2 separate regions of the Mus musculus genome follow, and region 2 is linked to region 1. Evidence: chromatin contacts called from public Hi-C data. All regions are on one chromosome and are shown on one strand. Each heading gives the region's core, a stretch centred on a gene start, on an enhancer-like site or on the middle of the called end of the contact. The rest is flanking DNA. Distances are from core to core; before and after follow the strand shown. Region 1 has its middle 22 kb from the start of Gm40038. Region 2 overlaps 2400006E01Rik (RIKEN cDNA 2400006E01 gene).

Region 1 (2,816 bases), core at 173-2,672:
CTTGCACTATGAGTATACACCAAGCAACAAGCAAATAAAAGAACGTTGGTGTTTCAGAGACAGAAGCAGGCAGTGCAGGCCAGCTGCTCAAGCTTTGGGTTTGGAGGAGAGACCTGGCATGTATCAATGCTATTATTTGAAGGTCACCTTGGTGGCTCATCTATGGAACTGGTTTCTCACAAGACTATTTAAAGCACGTGTGAACCACTTGGAGAACACACTGAAAATTCCAAACAACTGTTGAAAGTGATCACGGGAGAGGTGGATCAATTTACAGCTAGGGCTGCTTATTCCTGATTTGTTCCATGGTAGCCAGGCAGGAAGATGGGATCTCACACAGGGCAGAAGGCGGCCACCGAGGAGGAAAAACACCCAGCCCCTTTCACTTTAACAATGTTGCCAGGAATTGCCAAACCCAGAAGGACAAATGGCAACATGTGGCTGTCAGCAGAAGTGTGGGGGTGGAACAGCCTCATTCAGATGAGTCATCAGATCTGTCCTATCTTGTCCAGGAGCTCCACCTGCAAATGATGGGGGGGGTGACATTGTGGAGAGGCGAAAACAGCAGGCCAAAGAGTTGGTCTTTCTTTTAGGAACAGGCGGCCCCTGGGCCACTCTGGGGTTTGTTCACTTGGAAGGTTCTCAGACTTTGGCGGTGTCAAACTGAAGGGAAAGGTGTGTTTACAAGGCCTTTCTAAAGCCTCATCCACAGAAAGGGAGAGTCAGTGGGTTCCTGGGATAGCCCTAGAATCTTCAAGCTCTGTGGCCGCTTCCAAAGTCTCTGCTTTGAAGACTCCATGTGGAGAAGGACAGCTCAGGGGAGGACACGCTGGGTAGAAAGAAATCCCTGGGGAAGGCAGCTGCCCTTCTCACTGGCCTTTCCCACAAAAGGCAGAGAAAAAACACAAAGGAGAAAACCACTTTTGCTTTCTTTTGTGCGGAAATATGGCCTACTAGCCTGTGTTATTGTTTCTCTGTCACTGTGTGGGGAGACTTCATTATTCCATTTGATGCAAGAGGAGCTGGTGAGAGGGTGGTTTCTTTCAGGGTACTGTGCGGTTTGGTGTAAGCATGAGTTACTGGCCAGCGTTACAGAGGTCCCTCAATTTGCTCCCTACCATCTGGGTATTGCTAAACACATCTGTTCCTTCTCCTGAAGGATGCTCCAGGGTTGCCACACGATTTAAACTGTGCAGAGAGACAGGCTCCATTTGTCCACATCTCCGGTTTACAGAGATGGCTCTGAAGAGCCTAGCTTGCCATTACTGGCATTCATTCAGAGCCTGGGGTTTTTAACTCTGAATTTTGATTTGGGCATTTGCCTGGGGTGTTAGTCTGCCAGGCCCTTCCCGGTCTGTTCTCTGCTGTTTTACTCCTAAAGATTTACAGCTAATGAAGGGATAAAGAAAGGTCATGGGGGAGAGGCTGCGGCATGTGGTGGTGACTCACTGGCTGGGTCTGGTGTGGAGCCAGTTTGGGTGGAATGCTTCAGGCTGTGCCTGCTTCCATGTGGCTCTCAGCCAGGTCCCTGCAGGAACTGGTTTCTTGCCTGTTCCTGGTCAGTGAGAAAGCTTGGCTGTTCTACCTGTCTCCTGCTGGGAGGAGCTCAGGTCAAAGCAATGAAACCTGTTGGCCATTTCTCAAAGAATCCAACAGTTGAGCTCTGGGAATCTCAGGAGTCAATGCATAGGCTAGTCTTGAGAGGGCTCAGGCTTAGAGACCAACCACAGTCACCATAGCTCACAGGGCACAGTAGCACAAGAGCTGAAGGGATCCAGGTGGGCAGCTAGGACCAGGCTCAGTCTCTGAGTCTTGGCACTGCTGATGTTTCAGGCTAGATGATCCTTTTCTCGTAAGGGGCTGTGTTGTACATCACAGGAAGCCAACAGCATGCCTGACCTCTTGCCCATTAGAGCATGGGAATCCCCTACCCCACCAACGTAACTAGGAAAATCACCTCTGACTGAGAACTACTGTGGTATGGCAGTTCCAGGCCCATGACTGGCTAAGGTTGGGAAGATCCATACACTGTGAAAATCTCCTGGGCACTAACCATGTGAAAAGCTCTCTGCTTGCATCCAGTGCCTCATTTATAAGCTACATTATATGTACATTATGCATTACAATGTATACTGTATATATTTTAACTATTGTATATATTATACACTATACTTTATAATGTATTACATTACAGCTGTGACATGAGGAAATCCCTTTTGCCCCATTGTAGGGATAAGAGGCCAGATGTTTGTTCACAAAGATAACTTGGAGCTTAAGGCCAAGCAGAAGTTGCCCATTCCTTTCTTGTTGCCTTCCATAATGGAGCTATCAGCAAGAAATATGGGTGAAAATTCAAGGTGCAAGACCCAAGCTGTTATTGTGGCTCAGAGATGCTGCCAGCTGAGTTGAATCCATTTCAGGGCTAGGTTCAAGCAAATAGCTTTAAACCCTGTGGGGACATTGAGGGACATAGACAAACTGCAAAGCAAGTAGAGGATCCAGCCAGATGTTCTGTGGCGGAGGAGAGGAGCCTGAGTTCCAGCTAGATGGTTCAAATAGAGAGCCTCTGTTAGGAGGTTGTCACAGGCAAGTCTTCATCCCTGCCCTTGATAGTTCCACCTGTGACCCCTGTCTTGTGACACTGGATAATTACTCAAGTCTGCCTTTTTTCAGTTCAAATATCACTCACCCAACCTCCATTTTCACTGTCAGGATCAAGGCTTCCTTTGCTGCTGGGGGTCTGGGAGCAAGTCTGGGCTGTGGGAAGGGCCAAGGAATGGCTGCATTACGGTCACTTATTGTACCCTAAGCCTTGT
Region 2 (2,816 bases), core at 137-2,636, 310 kb after region 1:
GACTCTAACTTAGAGAGAGGCAAACTGTAAAGAAGCAAAAACAGACAGCTGAAGCAGCATAGACACATGTCTGAAGGTATGGAGAAATTAAATAGTGGGCCAGTGAGATGATTCTGTGGATATCAGCAGTTGCTGCCCAGTGATACATGCGTGACAACCTGAGTTTGATCCCTGGGATCCGTGTGAAAGTGGAAGAGAAGAGCTGATTCCATAAAGTGGTCCTCTCCCCTCCACACACACACCACTGCACACACCCACACACACACACCATGGCATATGCATCACACACACACCATAGCACATGTACCACATACACAATATGGCACACATACACACACACACACACACACACACACATTCAAACACACACTCTGGCACATGCACCCACACACACACCATGACACACACCCACACACAACATGGCACACATACTCACATACACACCATGGCACATGCACTCACACATACATAATATTCACAAAAAACGCATAATAAAATGAAACAAGTAAAAGAACAGTCTTAAAGCAATTTCATTCTGCACTGGGGCTCTAGGTCAGTGGCAGGCACATACCCAGCATATGTAAGGCCCTGAATTTCATCTCCAGCACAGAGGAAAGCAGGAGACTAATTTTTTAGGTAAGAGGTTATGGTAATTATGTCTTTTAAGAGGAGGCCTTATCCTTTCAACATAACACTGAACCACGTACCAGTAAAGCAACACACTGTCTAAGATTTCTTCAAAAAACCAAGCATTATAAACAGAGATATAGAAAAGGAAAAAAACTCAACTCAGACTCATTGGGAAATTTACACTTTTATGACACTTGTACATGTTTTTTAAATTCCATAATCGTTTTAATACATAAAAGCCACCATGAGAAAGGAAATATCAGCTCCAAATCAAAAGGAGAGAGAACACAGAAGGCTCGGGAGAAACAGAACATAGCAGGAGTCTAGTGAGAGCAATGAGGGAAAGAGACGAACTGTCATCTGTATGTGAAAGCTTTCTGAACTCAGCAAGTTTGTGCAGACTACTGAAATGTAGCCTCCACTAAGAGCCTTTGGTGGCCAAGGATGACCTTGACTCGCCCCTGAGAGGCTGGGGAGTCTGTCATGCTTGAGGTGTGCCTCCTAAGGAGCTGGAGTTATATTGGGAGTTGGGACATCTTTTGACTGGGCAGCTTTGACAGCTGGCTAGGTTAGCAGTTTAGTTTGCTGCCACAGAAGAAAGCGGGGCCAACTGGGCCACAGGAGGAAGTAACCTGAGTCCTTAACTCCAACCTGGGAGTTGAGTTGTAACTTGCCCACTGTTGCCATGGCTGTGTGGGGACAGAGGAATGCTCTATAGCCTACAGGGCAGCCTGGGGACTCCAGTCCAGGAGAAACCAGTCTTTCACAAACTTGCGAAATACTATTTGGCAAGGCCTATAAGGGTGACTTGTAGCCTAGTTGAATGGAAATATGTGTCAGAAAAGGTGGGAACAGGGCAGAGAAGAAATGCCAGCAAGATGGCCCTGGCTTGTCACTGTTTCAGAAGGGGGAGGAATCACAGAGAAAGAAAAGCTTCCTTTCCCCCCACCTCTCAGCTTTGTGAATTTTAAGTTTTTAGTTGTCTCATTTGTTTTCTGATATTTTTCCTTTCCCTTTGTGAGTGTGTGTGTGCGTGTGTGTGTGTGTGTGTATGCGAGAGTGCACGCTCACGGATGTGGAAAACATAAGACAACCTCCAGTGTCCTCAGGAGTACCCACCCTGTTTTTTGAGACAAGGCCTCTCCCTGGTCTGGAACTCACCACTTAGGCTAGGGCTGGCTGGCTGTCCAGCAACCCCCAGGGACTGCCTGTCTGCCTCCCCAGTTGCTTGGCTAACAAGTGCGATGCCACCACATCCTGCTTTTCATTATATGGGCTCTGGGGATCGAACTTAGGTCCCCCGGCTTGTGAGCACTTTGCTGAGCCCCAGCTGCCTCCCCAGATCCCTGCTCTTTATTTCTCTCTCTTTTTTTTCAAAGCATAACCCTGCTAACTACCACCCTCTAAGCGTAACATTAACTCCCACGCTTCTCCCTGGATACGGAGCTCGCTCCTTTCTCATCTCCATGCCTCTTCCTCCTACCTTTTTGTCAAATCTCGTTCTTAAGAAAAACAGCCTCTCTCCCATTTCCCTCTGGATCTCAGTCTTTTCATGTCCTCTGAGCCTCTGAGGCTAGGTGGCTTCTTCTTGGTTCTGACCTCTGGAGTACGCAACCTTATTGAGAGGAGAGCAAGAAGCTTTCAGAGTGAGATCGCACTGTGTCACCACCCCCCCAAACCCAACCCCAACACACACACACACACACACACACACACACACACACACCGGTTAACTGTTTTACTGGGTGAGGTTCATATCTCTCTTTAGCTTCAAGGAGCTGTTACTAGGATCTTTCAGCATCCTGCTAGGAAAAAGCTGTCAGGGCTTTGCGGGACCACTTGCCCCTTCCTTCCCAACTAGATTCTGTTATTGTCTAAGGAGGATCTGGTTAAAGAGGAGAAGACGGAAATCAGAGCAAGAAGTAGAACGAGACAGGAAGTGACCCATGTTACCCGCTGAAACCTTGCTTAGGGACAGTTGGAGCTCACTTTTTCCCTGGGGAACTGATATCCAAGGCAGGCTCTGAGGACTGCAGAGCCAGAACGCTTCTAAAGCAGGAGCAGAAGAAAGGGGGTGGGGTGGGGAGGAGGGAGGAAAAGAGGGAAAGGGGAAGACGGTAATTAATATCTCAAATATTGCAAGTCGACTTCCACACTATTTAATTGTGTAGAAATAGCTATTTATT

Evidence for each region. A called contact is a pair of places that touch in the nucleus more often than the background predicts.
Region 2: a contact with region 1 is called in a Hi-C map of 3T3-L1-derived adipocytes, with 2.8 times the contacts expected there. The contact joins two enhancer-like sites. A contact is called at or near these places in 1 of 15 datasets of contacts at CTCF or cohesin (the NIH/3T3 cell line), 1 of 484 Hi-C or Micro-C datasets (3T3-L1-derived adipocytes) and 4 of 115 datasets of contacts at active chromatin or transcription factors (embryonic stem cells, fibro-adipogenic progenitors and stem cell-derived neural progenitor cells).

Annotation. Positions count from the first base shown.
Region 1 is chr3:41,194,074-41,196,889 of GRCm38.p6, forward strand. No RefSeq gene overlaps it. Among named protein-coding and RNA genes, the nearest start is that of Gm40038, 22 kb to the left of the region's middle. Within about 2 kb of position 1,423, at least 162 of the 459 cell types and tissues checked have an H3K27ac peak or open chromatin away from gene starts, as enhancers often do. A contact at or near this core is called in 3T3-L1-derived adipocytes, where this site is marked.
Region 2 is chr3:41,508,330-41,511,145 of GRCm38.p6, forward strand. All of the region lies in intron 4 of 2400006E01Rik (RIKEN cDNA 2400006E01 gene), which reads right to left. Among named protein-coding and RNA genes, the nearest start is that of Platr4, 17 kb to the left of the region's middle. Within about 2 kb of position 1,387, at least 63 of the 459 cell types and tissues checked have an H3K27ac peak or open chromatin away from gene starts, as enhancers often do. A contact at or near this core is called in 3T3-L1-derived adipocytes, where this site is marked.